Linked DNA regions of Anas platyrhynchos: region 2 is linked to region 1. Evidence: chromatin contacts called from public Hi-C data. All regions are on one chromosome and are shown on one strand. The core of a region is the stretch at or near the end of the contact, and the rest is flanking DNA. Distances in the headings are between cores, read along the strand shown. Region 1 holds the start of LOC139998665 (a long non-coding RNA gene). Region 2 overlaps NDUFA2 (NADH:ubiquinone oxidoreductase subunit A2).

Evidence for each region. Hi-C and Micro-C count contacts between places; a contact is called where the count stands out from the background.
Region 2: a contact with region 1 is called in a Hi-C map of subcutaneous adipose tissue, with 2.7 times the contacts expected there. The contact joins two enhancer-like sites. A contact is called at or near these places in 4 of 8 Hi-C or Micro-C datasets (liver, skeletal muscle and subcutaneous adipose tissue).

What each region holds. Positions count from the first base shown.
Region 1 is chr14:12,136,190-12,143,028 of IASCAAS_PekinDuck_T2T, forward strand. LOC139998665 (a long non-coding RNA gene) reads right to left here and starts at 6,538. Exons shown (of 3, transcript XR_011803371.1): 1 at 5,778-6,538. Within about 2 kb of position 2,827, at least 5 of the 8 cell types and tissues checked have an H3K27ac peak or open chromatin away from gene starts, as enhancers often do.
Region 2 is chr14:12,201,628-12,208,466 of IASCAAS_PekinDuck_T2T, forward strand. The region is part of intron 2 of NDUFA2 (NADH:ubiquinone oxidoreductase subunit A2); the gene reads right to left. Among named protein-coding and RNA genes, the nearest start is that of CXXC5, 19 kb to the left of the region's middle. Within about 2 kb of position 3,259, at least 2 of the 8 cell types and tissues checked have an H3K27ac peak or open chromatin away from gene starts, as enhancers often do.

The DNA.
Region 1 (6,839 bases), core at 1,577-4,076:
AGGTGCTGTGGATGGCGTGTGAGCACTGCCAGGTCCGGTGTCCTCGCTCAGAAGGCAGCCACTTGAATGCTTGTGGAAGGCGAGTGACCCTGTGAACCTCTGTTTTCCCGGAGGCGTTGTGAGCATTTTCTCTCCAGGCACTTTCTCTGTAAGCACTGCAATTTAGTTTAACCATTGCTGCCCTAGACCAGACTTCATTGTCCCAGTGCCAGCAAGGGTGCCAACCCGAAGCAGAACGTGGCACTGGGTGACCTGTTGTTCTTTCAGCCATGGTGTCCTTTCTGCACCAGCTTCTGCAGCAGCCACTGTGCAGACCTGCCTTCTGCCTGATCTTTCCCTCTTGCTGCCGTATGAATCATAGAATGGCCTGGGTTGGAAGGGACCTCATAGGTCATCTAGTTCCAACTCCCCTGGCCATAGGCAGGGATGCCACCCACGAGACCAGGTTGCTCAGGGGCTTATTTAACCTGTCCTTGAACACCTCCAGGGATGGGGAATCCACAACCTCTCTGGGCGACCTGTTCCAGTGCCTCACCACACTCTGAGTGAAAAATTGCCCCCCAACCTCTAATCTAAATCTCCCCTCTTCTAATTTAAAACCATTCCCCCTCATCCTGTCACTATCCGATTGAGCAAAGAGTTGCTCTCTATCTTTTTTAAAAGCCCCCTTCAAGTACTGAGAAGTTGCAATGGGGTCCCCCCAGGAGCTTTCTCTTCTGTAGGCTGAACAGCCCCAGCTCTCTCAGCCTTTCTTTGCAGGAGAGGTGCTCCAGCTCCTTGGTCGTCTTTGTGGACCTCCTCTGGAACCGCTCTAAGACCTCCACATCCTTCTTCTGCTGGGGGCTCCAGACCTGGACACAGAGCTCCAAGTGCTTGTTGCACCCACTGCCGCACCAGCTGCTTCCTAAGGCCATGCTATGAACAGCTCAGTGAAAGGATCTAGACTAAAAATCAACCCCAAAAAAGCACCAGAACAAAAGAATCCCATGCACTGAGATCTTAAGCGTGGCTCAGCCACCTACTTCCAGCCTTCGGTAGCCAGAATAGCTGCTTGTGGAGGTAGTCGTGTGGGGCGGTGGAGAGGTCCTGGAGTGCTGCCCTTCACTGCTCAATCATCTTGACCTCATTGTAGCGTTACAGAATAGCTCAGGCTGGAAGGGACCTCGGGAGGTCTCTAGCCCTGCCTTCCACTCAAAGCGAAGTCAGCTGTGAGATAAGATCACATTGTCCACTGGGGGCTTGAAAACCTCCGACGATGGGGACTGCACAGCTTCTCCGGGCAACCTGCTGGTGCTTGGCTGTCTTTGTGCAGAAAAAGTGTGCCTCTGTCTCCAGCCTGAATTCCCTTTATTTCAGCTTGTGCCCACTGTCTCTCCTCCTCACCGTACACCACTGCGAGAGTCTGGCTCCATCTTCTCGCTAACCTCCTCATACTGGAAGGCTGTCCCCCTGAATCCCTCCTTTCTCAAGCTCTTCCACCACTCGTGTTGCTCCTGCCATCCTTCCCAGCTGAGAGGAAGCTCCTGCAGTCCTGTGCAGTAATCCCCCCCAGCTGCCCTGAGCTCATGTTCTTCTTCACCCCAAGGCCACTAAACCTGAAGGCAGATGAGCAGATGACGCCCCATCATACAGCTCAGAGAACCAGCAATGATAACACCACTGAATTAGCTCGGTCCAAGATGTTCCCATCCTTCAGCCAATGCATGATAACATGGGGCAGTTAACACTCCAAGCCTGTAACACCTCTGAAAGTGAAGAAATCCACTTTCTCTGGGAGCTGAACTTTCTCTAGGGGAGCAGAGACACTTAAAGCAATGGACAAGGAGGCTTGACAGGTCTCAGGTAAATCCATTAATCGCACTGTGCCTTAATTTTCCATGCTGCTCCTGCAGAAACCAGTGGGTGAATGCAGTAAGCATCTGCACAGAAATACAACTGCTATCCAGTCGACCTGTTCCCCTGGCTGAGTTATCTGCCCTGTGCTCTGATTTTACACTCCATCAGCATGAACCAAACCCAAGGTCAGTCCTCACATACCTAAGCCTCTTCAGAAGACAAGCTGTATTCTTTTCCAAGTTGAAGAGAGGATTAAGAGGGGCTGGAGACTCAAGGAGCTGGCTACAAGGATCAGAAGCAGGTCATTGCATCATCACCATCAATCATCAGTCCCTCTGCCTACCACAGAGCCCCTACAATGTCTCCTCGACAAGCATTGAACCACACCAAGGATGGTTTAGAGAGAGCAGTGCTCGATGTGGGATCAACAGAGAGGAAGGTAGGAGTCTATCGGGGAGAAGGATGCAGAGGGTGTGATGGAGACAGGTGGCTGAGAGCAGTGTGGGGAGCAGCAGCAGAAAACCAGAGCTGACCATGAGCTTTGGGTCAGTTGCAGAGGATCAGCTTACATGCCATTTGTGAGCTGGCACGGAGGTGGGAGCAAGCCAGGGAGTCCTTGGAAGTCACCAGCAAGGCTTCAAGAGGGTGAGAAGATCACAGGTCTCATCTTGAGCTACTCATTAGCCACAAGGACTGAGGCCTTTCAACCAGACAAATTACTGATTGCTCAGAGGACGCTTCCCACAGCTGCTAAACTTGCTGACGCTGGGCCCTGGATGTCTTCTATTCTGGGAAGGGGGAGTGGAGTCTCCTAGTGTGAACTTGTGGAGCTGGGCAAAGCCGCACTGGAGCAGCGATAAAGTCAAGGACAGCTGCAGCTGCTTGGCAATCGTTCAAAACGAGCCACGAGTCAGTGACTTGGCTATTCTGGGACAAGCTGAGAAGCCAGGGCTGGGGAGAGCAAATTCATAGCCTGCTAGCACATACATGGACTGCAGCAAGCCCGCATCTGAACACCCAGTGTGGAGGTGGAGTAGACACGTCTGGTGCTGACCAGAACCCTACAAAGCCTTCTCCCCCATCACCACTGAGGAGCTGTGGTCATCTACCTGCCACGATTCGTCTGCCAGACCTCGCGGGGCTGCAGCTGGGGATAGCCACACAAGGACACCAAAAGTCACAGAGAGAAACAGGTGCTTCAAGGACAGCACGGGCCCCGAGAGTGTCGACATTCATGCGGCAAAGAGATCCCACTCTGAAAGGATCTGTTCCTCCCCAGTGACAGGAGAGGAAGGATGGACAGCCAGCTGCCATGGGGACAGCTCGGCACAAGGCGTGTGAGTCCATCCCCTCTGACCCACGGAGGCTGAAGGAGCCAGATGAAACTGCTCGCTCCATCCTCCTGTGGGCAGAACAAGCCAGGCAGCTGCGCCAGCTTACAGGAGTGCTGCCCTGGTGCAGAGGATAGCAGCGGGAGGTCAAGCACCCTTGGCTGGCCTTCTTTCGGAGGAGGCTCTTTGAAAGCTGAACTTTGAATCTGAAATTTGCAAACGGACCTTTCCTCGTCGCTTCCCTGCTTCCCTCCTATTTCCTCAAATTGAATCAAATCTGTGTCTCAGGGCTGAGCTACCTGAGCTTAGTTGTTGCTGGAGCTTGTAGTGGAGCTGGCAGAGGTCCCCCAGGTGGGAGTGCTGCTGCAGGTGGGATGTTTCACCCAAAGAAGCCTGCAAGATTCCCCAGGTCTGAAACCAGTGACCCAGAGACATCCCCTCAAACCTTTGCCTCAACCTGGAGCCTGAAGGATGGGCGTTCTGCCTTTCCCAGCTGGGTCAACAGTAGGACTGGATGCTCTGGTGTGTCTCAGCAAAGCTCCCAGCCTCCAGTGACCCAGCAGCACACGTCCCCCAGCACACGGACCCGGTACAGCTCACTTCAAGAGCTGAGCACTCAGCCAGACAACAGAGTGCTTTGCAAGCTCACCCAAAGGACACAGGCCTTCCGAGGTCACTCACCGCATATGCTGGAAAGCAGATATGATCTCATTAGGCAAATATTTATGATCAATATTGTCCACTCCCTGGCAATGAATAGCATCACTTTGAGCAAGGAGCTCTCCAGGGATGTTCAGGAAGGACAGGGCTTGAAAGCAGAGCCTGGATCAGGCATGAACTTCTGCTCACCTGGCTTAAAAACACCTACATTTATTCTAAATATTTTTTTCCTGCTTCACCAAGAGATTAATTAGCTGCTTGGAAACCCCAGACATTAATTATTGATTATGCAAAAGGTTTGGTTCATCACAGTTGCAGAGCTTGTCAGCGCTTGGGGGACCTTCTGGCTGAGGCTGTCAGGACGGAGAGTCCCTGCACACGTCCGGAGGAGCCCTGGAGAGCAGATTTGCCACCGCCTTCCCTTGGCGGGCCCTGCTGGGGGGCCGCAGCACAGCTCAGGGAAAGGAGCCGCGTGTGGCAGCATGGCTGGAGCCACACGGCGGGGAGAGGGAGGGCGACGTGACCTGGCTTCAAGGTGACTGATGGGGCTGAACCAGGGGGTGCAGAGGGGGTAAACCCCGCTGGCACTGCCCCTGCCCACCGATGGGCTCCATGCAGAGCCTGCTCCTGCCCCCCCCAGCTCCCCGGGATGCACGCTGGCGTGCGGAGCCGCGGCGAGAGGTGCGATCCAGCAAGCCGAGGGTGGCAGTGATAAACCTCCTGCAATGCCTGGCAATTAATCTTGCGACGCAGTGAGTCAGAGTCACCCGGAGCTTCCTCCCCACACCCAGAGCCACCACCGCCTCCAGCCTGGGGGCTTGGAAATGCCACCAGGCTTGGGGAGAGGCTTTTCTGTGCCGCGTGGAGGATGCGGAGCCCTCCCTGCAGAGAGGTGCCAGCCCCCCTCCAGACACCTCCGCTGAGAGCAAGGGGAAAAAGACACGCTGGTGCACACACAGGGGTGTGTTTCAGCAGGGAGGCTTAGTCCTGGTTTCTTCTTTGGGCATTTCCAAAGCAAGAGCAAGATGCCATCCTCATGATAAAGCTGCCTATAAAGAGGTGTCAAAAGCGGGAGGGCTGCAGGAGGCAGGAAGGGCAGCAGGCGTTTAAATGAAGACCCCAGGAAGGAGCGGGCAGGGCGGACAGTTAGCTCACCCTCAGAAAATCCCCCCAGGCGTTTTCCCCGACGCTGCCCCCAAATCTGCAGTGCTCCCCAAAGTTTGCCATGCTTTCCCGGGAAAAAAGCCTCTTCCCATCTTGCCCTAGGCATGAATGCAGTTTGCAGTTTTAACAGCAGATGTCTCTCCTATTATGATTTATAAAAATGCTTAAAATAAATAATGCAAACATATTTACAGGAATGAATTCCTGCTCCCGAGCGTGTTTGTCACTCGCAGGCTCCTGGGCAGGAGCGTCTGGCTCGTGAGTGCCTCCCTCACAGCCCCCCGGCCCCTGCCAGCCCTGCTCCTGCCGGACCCCAGCTGGGGCAGCCGAGCCCCCCGGCCCCAGATCCGCACCAGCGCCTTGCTCCGAACCCCGTACCACCAACACCTTAAATATTTAAAATGGTCGTGCGGGAGAGCTGCCCGGCAGCGCCTGATTTCACACATCCTGACAATTTCACGGGCCTCTGGGCTTGCGTTCCTTGGCAAACAATAAAAGCCCTCCTTCCTGGGAGGGTAACTTCGGGAGGCTCCTCCAAGCCTCCAAGCGACTTCGGCGGCGCTGCTCCTGCCGCCCAGCCCTGGCGTTGCCAACGCTTTTCAGCGTGACCTTCACGCGGGGCGGGCGCAGCCTTCGAGCCGTGCACGGCGGTGACTCAACGGGAGGGCGGCGAGGCCGGGGGAGGCTGGCAAAGGGGGGGGGAAGAGGCTGACGGGTGCAGCCGTGCTTCCAACGGAGCAACTTTGCGCCGCCGTTCCCCCGCGCACACAAAAGAGCGAGGCATACCTGCCTGCGCTGCTGTGCTGCGAGGAGAAGTGGCCCAATTACAGCTCTGCACCGAGGCTCGCCGTTTCCATAGCTTCACAGTGCAGCGCTTCCGTCTCCCGAGGCCATCGGAGCAGGACCCGGCATCTTATCAGCGATCATCCTGCAGCACAGCTCTCCTCCGGCCCTACCTGCCAGCGGCCAGGCTCGCTGGCGAGGCGGGATAATATCTTTTTCCCACCAGAGCCGCGCGATGATTTCTTCCTGCTGTAATTTGTGTTGCTTCCAAAGCCACTTGCATAACCAGAGCTGGGGAAGCAGAGCAAAAGGCAAGGCTGCTGCCCACAGCTGCCACGACAGGGGCACGAGGGGGGCCTGAGCCGGGCAGGGCAGGGAGAGGCAGAGCAGAGCAGCGCCAAGGGGCTGAGCCCTGCCGGGGTGAGAGCTCCCAGGGAGCTCAGGCTTGTACCCAAGCAGAACGGGCACAATAAGGAGCCCAAAAATCTGCACCAGGACACAGAGCAGCCGTGGCCCTGAGGCTGGTGCCTTGTGTGCGGTCCCCGCAGGGTGGGCAGCATGGGCAAAGGCAGGGGGTGGCTCTGCTGGCCTCTGTCCGCAGTGGGAATTCAGCTTTCAGGTGGGACGAGCAGCTGTGCCACGAGCTGCACGCTCCAACGCAGTCCCTAAGAGCCCTGCTCCCCTCAGCCAGAGCCACGGCCAACCCCGCCAGCCAGCACCTGCCCCTGCCTCTGCTTCTGCGCTCCAAAACCTGGTCCGTGGGCAGACCCAGCAGGTTGAGCCACCCGGCACAAGCACCCCAGGGCCCGTCCTGGCCAGAGGCAAGGGGGAGCAATGAGACCCTCCCCTCTGCCCACAGGATCACTGCCATGCTCCAGCTGTCGCCTCCAGACACAGCCCAGCACACAAAATTCCGGTCGCTGCAGCAAAATCCGCAGCCTCCCAGGGAGGATGCTGGTGCCGGAGCAGCTCACACCAAGAGTTTACCCAACACAGTCTCCAGAGTCATAAAGAATATAACTGTCCCTGGATTTGGGTTCCATTTGAAAAGACAAGGAGCATTTG
Region 2 (6,839 bases), core at 2,009-4,508, 66 kb after region 1:
TTTTCCCCTCCGCAAAGCGGCTGCAGGCGGGGGGTGAGGCCCCAGCACCCCCAGCCCCGGCCGCCCCGCGCTGCCGATAACCCCGTCCAGCTGCCATCGCAGTTCGGTGGGAATTGAATCAAGTCCTTAAACCCCAAGAGTTAATCAAAGTGCTTTGAATATGTAAATGCTGAGTATTGTTTATCATTGCCTAGAGCTGATACAGCAGTTTTCCTGCTCAAAGCCCCGTTCAGATGGTAGCTCATGAAAATTCACAACAGCATGGCAAATAGGTGATGGGTATTATTACCCCCATCTTCCAAACGAGCAAACTGAGGAAGAGCCATCGAGCGACGCTCCCCATGGCAGCGGTAATCAGTGACGGAGGCCAGCTCAGTGCTCGGGAGGAGGCCGTGGGCTGGGTGTAAATCAGCGCCGTCCCCTCCACCGCTTGCCTCATTTCCTCCAGCTGGAAATTTGGTTGGTAACTCAGCCAGCGATGGCTGGTGTGATGTCCTCCTCGATACCTACACCGCTGGCTCTAGGCAGATAAATCTGTGCAGGCGAGATGCAGCTTTCCACAGGGCTCTCCGGCAAGTGCTCCAAGAATAAATCAGGCAATAAATTAATAAAAATACATGACTGACCGGGAGCGTATAACGCGCGGGGAATCCAGAGCAGCGAGGGCAAACTACAGGACCATGCACCCCACAGGGTGTGCGATGGCGAAGCACCACAGCGGTCTTGGCAGGGCTGCCCAAACACCTGCATCCTCCGGTGGGAGGGCAGGGGCAGCCCCGTGCTGCTGCTGGCTTCCACCCCCCCCAGCAGCATGCTGGCAGGGAGAAAAGCCGCAGGCCCCCGCGCTGCTGCAGCGCTGGCTGGGTGCAGTGTGAGAGCCTGGCACTGCTCCTCGCAGAGGGGCTGGAGCAGTTGTGGGGCTGGGGGGCCTCGAAGCCAACCTCGGCCAGGTTTGGCCCCGGAGCGTACAGACTCCACATTTCAACCCGTTGATTCCTGCCCCTGGAAGAGCTTTTGTTGCGAACCTGAGATGCGTAGCGCAGATGGAAAATGCCCTGGTTTTGGTTTCCCCTTGCGCTAGGGCAGGCGACCTGGGAGGGTCAGGGCAGCCTCCTGCATCACGAGACGTGCCTGCCGCAGAGCTGCCAACCTCAGGGGAGGCTGGGGGGACAGCTGGGAGCAGGACGTGTCTCAGCCAGCCAAATTTAATCCTCCTACGTTAGCAAGGCTTAAAATAGGCTCCCTGCAGCATCGATGAGGGTGGTGGAGTTGGCCTACTCCAGCCCTCCCAAGTATTTTGGGGAAGCAGGGATGGCTGTATTGCAGACAAGCACAGCTGGGAGAAACTGCACCGTGTTGCTGGAGGGATCCAGTGAATTAAACTGGCCCAGCAGCACCTTCACCCCGCCAGCCTCTCACCAACAGGGGCTCCCCATGCCACGCGTGCCACCTCATCCCTCCCCAGTGCCTTTCCGCAGCCCTCTCTTGGGGTCACCTTTGGTCTGGGTGCTCCCACCCGGTTCTTTTTCCTCCACACCTCACAGAAGCCATACGTGGGCTTTGGCTGAGCCCAGCTCACTGTTCGGTCTCATCCCAGCCTCTGCTGCCCCAGGAGATGCCTCCCCAGAAGTATTTGCCCGTGTCCACAGTGATGGGGGACCAGGGTTTCCCCGAGCTTCTGGTTTTGCTCTCGAGGCTGCCACGGAGGTGCTCCTTGGGCAGAGGAGTCTACCAAGGGCTGTCACCTTCCATCAAACAACTGCTAATCAGGAGGGAGAGCATGGACAGGGAGACACATGGAGCAGCTATCAGCAACGTGCCTGGACTGTGCACGTACACCCCAGTATGCACCCAACAGTCTGGAAGAGCTCTCCGGCGGTGCTGGAGCTCTGCCCCACCCGGTCAGGAACCAAGATCCAAGCCCAAAGCATCTGAAGTGCTGGGGTGGGGACATGGTCCCCCAGACAGGCTCCAAGAGAAAGGGCTCCTGCCTGTGGGGTGCAGGGGTTTGGCCAAGCTTCCGCAGGGTTTGGGGCTCCTGGCAGAGCCCTGCTGCTACCTGGGAGCTGCGCTGGCACTGCCCTTGGTTCTGCCCCAGCTCACCAGTGGAGTTTAGCTCCAGCCCCAGCTCCCTCCAGCCATTTGCTGTGGTGCTGCCCACCCCACCTCATCCCATCCCATCCCATCCCATCCCATCCCATCCCATCCCATCCCATCCCATCCCATCCCATCCCATCCCATCCCACCCCACCTCATCCCATCCCATCCCATCCCATCCCATCCCATCCCATCCCATCCCATCCCATCCCATCCCATCCCATCCCAGACTCCTGGCCTCTCCAGCACGGCCTCTCCCTCTTGGGAGGCTCCCTGCTGCCTCCCCAGCATCCAGGGCTCTGAAGAAGCCGTTTTCCCTTCTCTCCTTCCTCTGCGCAGCCTCTGTGTGGGCCTACACACCAGCTGCCTCCCCCCCAGCTTGCTCCTCCTGTACAGCCCCCACGTCCCCACCGAGGCTGGCACCGGCGAGGCTGAGGCTCTTGGTCTCCTGCTTGATCCTGGTGGGACCCCATAGCGTGCTCTGCCTGCAAGACCCCGTCCTGCTCTCCCACAGGGTGTGGGGGTGGCAGAACTGAACAGGGCAGCCAAGGCCATGTCCCCATATCCTGGCTGCAGCCCCTGCAGCCCCCTGTGGTCCCTTGCTCTCTGCTCAGCCCCCACCCTGCATCCCCACGGGGAGCCCTCGCCCTCCTCCTGCTCGCTCGCCAGGTTCACAACACCCACGAGCACCTCCGCAGCCCAAAGGGAGGTTTGCATTGAACGCACCACCCACACGCAAACCAATTCCGTGTGCTCACAGGCACTGCTGGCCCCGCCGGGACCCCGCTGCAGGGCTGCGGACACCCACCCGCCTCGCCCCGGCTTTGCTCGCGTGGCTCTTCCTGCCCAGCGTTGCCCGTGTCGTTGGCTGGCTGTGGCGTGGATGCGGCTGGCGCAAAAAAGAAAAACGAAAAGCCCCACCAAAAAGCCTCTGATTGCGCATATATGTATGTGGAGGAAGGATTTTATTATGGAGAATTGACAGCATGTCCATTGTTAAAACTGGCAGCTTGCAAGATGGATAACAGGCAGCCGGGCTGAGCACACGCCAGGCGATGGCAGATCTATTCCCAACCAACCGCACAGCCTTGGCCGTGTCAGTTCATCTGTCTGCTCCCCAGCTCCTGCACAGCCCCGGGGCTGCTCCGGCACCGCAGCCTTCCCGTGTCCTTGGGAGGCTGCGCGCCGAGGCTGGCCTCGCTGCGTGGCCGGGGGGCTCCGCGCACAGCCCCATCACATCATGTTCCTCACGTGTTCGAAGGTTGCTACCAGGCTGTGAGGGAGAAAAGTCAGGAGGTGCTAGAGAAAATGGTTAAGGGGTGACAAGGGGTGGAGGACCCCTCCAGACCGCAGCAAAATGGGAACGGGAGAGGGATTTGTGTTCGCTGGCATCACCAGAAAAGGGCCAAGCATTGGTGAGAAGAGGAGAAGCAGCAGTGATGGACATTCCCACTTGTGTTTGCAAACCCATCTCACACAGGACAGCAGGTACCCCGGGAGGATGACGAGACACCTTCATCCTCACGGGCACCAGCAGGACCTCAGGCACCGGTGCGGGGCTCAGCACTCTGGGAGCACTCGAGTTGCTCGGGGCACCTTGGGATCCAGCACGTGGTGATGGTGCAGGAAAAGCCGAGTGTTTTGCCAGCACTTTAAAGGAGGGAATGGGACGCCCTGGTTTGTGACCTTGATTAAGCATAAAACGGGTGGGAGGAGAACCGGGGACCTATTGCGTAGAGACGGGAAGGAGAGGTCTGTGCTTTATGCCAGCCCAAATACATGAAAACGGATCTCGTCCGGCCCCTAGGAAATCATTTTGTGAAGGGGCTGATGAGCTGATTGGTAGCAGGAAGGCTGCTGCCAGGATGGGCTTCCGCAAGACTTCCTCTCGCGCGGCCCTTCGTTAGGGAATTAGGACAGAGCAGCGCGAACGCAGCGGAGAGGAAACGAGTGCCAAGGGAGCCGCCATCGGGGGAGCTCCAGGGACTCTGCGGTGGCCCCAGTTGCTCTTGTTAGGGCTGTGGGAGGAGATGCGAGCAGGCTGGGGACAAGGCCAGCAGACGACACACAGCCTGGGGACAGAGCAGCCCCCTGGAGCTGCCCAAGGGCTGCAGGGGCTGGGGGTGCTGCTGCCAGGGCACCGCGTGTCCTCCTGCCTCTGCTCGGAGCACCCACGAGGAGCCTACTGAAGCCCATGCGGGATGCTTGGAGCACTTCCCATGCCCCTGTAGGATGTGGCTCCATCAAATCCCCCCGGAACAGCCTGGCCTTGCCCTGCAGTGCTCCAGCCTGGATGTGGCCCCAGCTCTCTCTGCACGCCGCCTGCCAGCTCCAGCCCAAATGTGCTGGCAGCCAGCTGGGGAAAATGCTGGAATAAACCACCCGAGTGGGCTCTTGCTGGCGGGGCTGTGGCGTGGGAGCCGCCACCACCACCCATCCCACTGCCATGCCCCCGTGCCCCCGGGATGGGCACCATGCTGTGGGCACACAGGAGGCAGCGAGGGGCAGCCCCAGCCCCCAGCACCCCTCCAAGCCCTCGTTCTGAGCCTCCCCACGACGAGCAGCAAGAAACGCCTGCTCTGACAAACCAGGCTCTCCATTGCCACCCTGGGCACGTGCAGGACCTGCGGCAGAGGCTCGGCTTTCAGTTGTTCGCTATTTTTAATTGCTCTTTCCCAGAAAGGCTCACATACACTTCGAAACCTGCTTCCAGCTGGGAGTTTCGAAAGCTGGTTCCAGTTAGACGCATGGCGCTGGTGGTGCTCGTGGCTGTTATTTTTAGAAGGGCTGAAGGCAACGGCCACCGGCCGCTCGGCTCCGGTCACGTCTCGAGGCTCGTGTTCGCGGGGCCGTGCCACTCGCCAGCATCTCGCCCCAGCGCCCACGGGCCAGCGCCCACATCCCCACGGTGCCTGGAGCAGGGGCTCGGCGGTGAGAGCCCCCCCGGGGCAGCAGCACCGGTGGGAAGGGAGAGGGGGACGTCTGGGCAGCGCGATTTTATGGCTGCCTTTTTTTTTTTTTTTTTTCTTTTTTTTCTGGGGCTTTTTGGGTTACTTTCATCTCTGCGCTTCAAGCTGTGCAGAAAGGAAGACCAAAAGCGGAGGATGTAAGCGGTGGTCATCGCTGAAGAGCCAGGACATGGAGGAACGTCTTCTGGTTTTAATTAAAAACCATTTGCTGGCAAAGTCTGAAGGCGTGCTCGGTGCCTCGGCTATGACAGGGCCAGCAGGGAAGGGCTCCCTGCAGGAGCCTCCGCCAGGCGCTGCACGGCTCAGGGGGGGCTGCCCCACGGGGGGGGCTCCGCTCCCACTCCCCCCAGGAGCTGAGCACCACGGGGCCACCCCCACGGCCACGCGCTCAGGCACGCGGAGCCGCGCTCGGCTCGCCCTGGCAGCGATTTTTGTCCTCGCAGCATAAAAGCTCTCCAGAGACGGGCTCGGGGACTCGGCGCGAGAGCTGCACGTAATCAGCTAGATTATATTTGCCCCCATTATTCACACGCTCTCTGCCGTCGGCCCTCGCTTCCCCCGCGCCGCTGGGGCTCCTCTCCCCTCTCCAGCCTCCCACCACCACCGCCACCTCCATCCTTTCTTTCCGCTCCCCACCCCGAGCACACCCTGTGCCGTCGCGCTGGCTGCGCCGCGTTGACCCCGGCACCCCTGTGCACGCCTTTCAGCTGCGGTCCCCCCCTTCGGCTTCCTCATCTGATAACGGGAGGGGGGGTTTAGGGGGGGGGGGTGCTGCGTTCAAAGGAGAAGGGCTGACCTTTGCTGCTGCAATGAAAGCCGCATGGAGGAAAAAAAAAAAAAAAAAAAAAAATTGGCTGCAGCGAGCGAGGGAGAGAGAGCTCTGCTGTGGTTTTACAATCCCTAAATAACGCCGGGAGCTTAGCTGTAAACACATGGCGGTATTGCATGAGCGTGTCTGTGCCCCCCCCCTCTCCGCTCCCCTCCCCTCCCCGCCCTCCCCACTTTAAAAACCCCGGCTTGGAAAATACTACGGGCTGGAAAAAAAAAAAAAAAAAAAAAAAAAAAAAGGGAAAAAAGAAAGAAAAGAAAACAGCTTTCTTGAAGAAAAAAAAAAAAAAAAAATCTCCTGAATTATTTAGCGAACGGTCCCAGCGCAAGGGCTAATTCCGGCGGCAGACGGCCGGGAGATGCTATCGGAGCGCCGGGCGCTGCCGGGCGGGCGCCGCGGGGCCGGGGGGCAGCGGGCACGGCTCTGGCCAGCCCACGGCCCCCACCCGAGGCCGTGACCCCCCCCCCTCCCTTATCCCTCTCCGCCCTCTCCCCGCGGCCCCGGCACGGCAGCGGTTAACGAGCGGGCGTCCACGGCTGATTTTTCGGCCGCCGCCGCTGCGTTTTCAAATCACCTTTTGTTCCCGGCTCGGCGGGGCGGAGGACGGATCCACCCCACCGAGCAGGGATGTTTACAGCAAACGCGCTCTCCTCCGCTCATCCATCCCTCCCTCCTCCCCCCCCCCTTCCTAACCCCCCCCCAACCCGCCACACGCGCACACAAAAAGGAAAAAAAAAAAGAAAAAAAGAAAAAAAAAAAAAACAACACCAACACCCGCGGGGAGAAATGCCAGGCTGTAAAGCTGCAGATTGCCGCACTTCTCCTTCACCTGTAAAAAGTAACAGCCTGGCCCCCCCCTCCTCCTCCTCCCGCAGGAGGACAGACAGACAGACGGACAGACGGACGGACGGACGGACAGCCCGGCCGCTGCGCCCCGGAGCCCC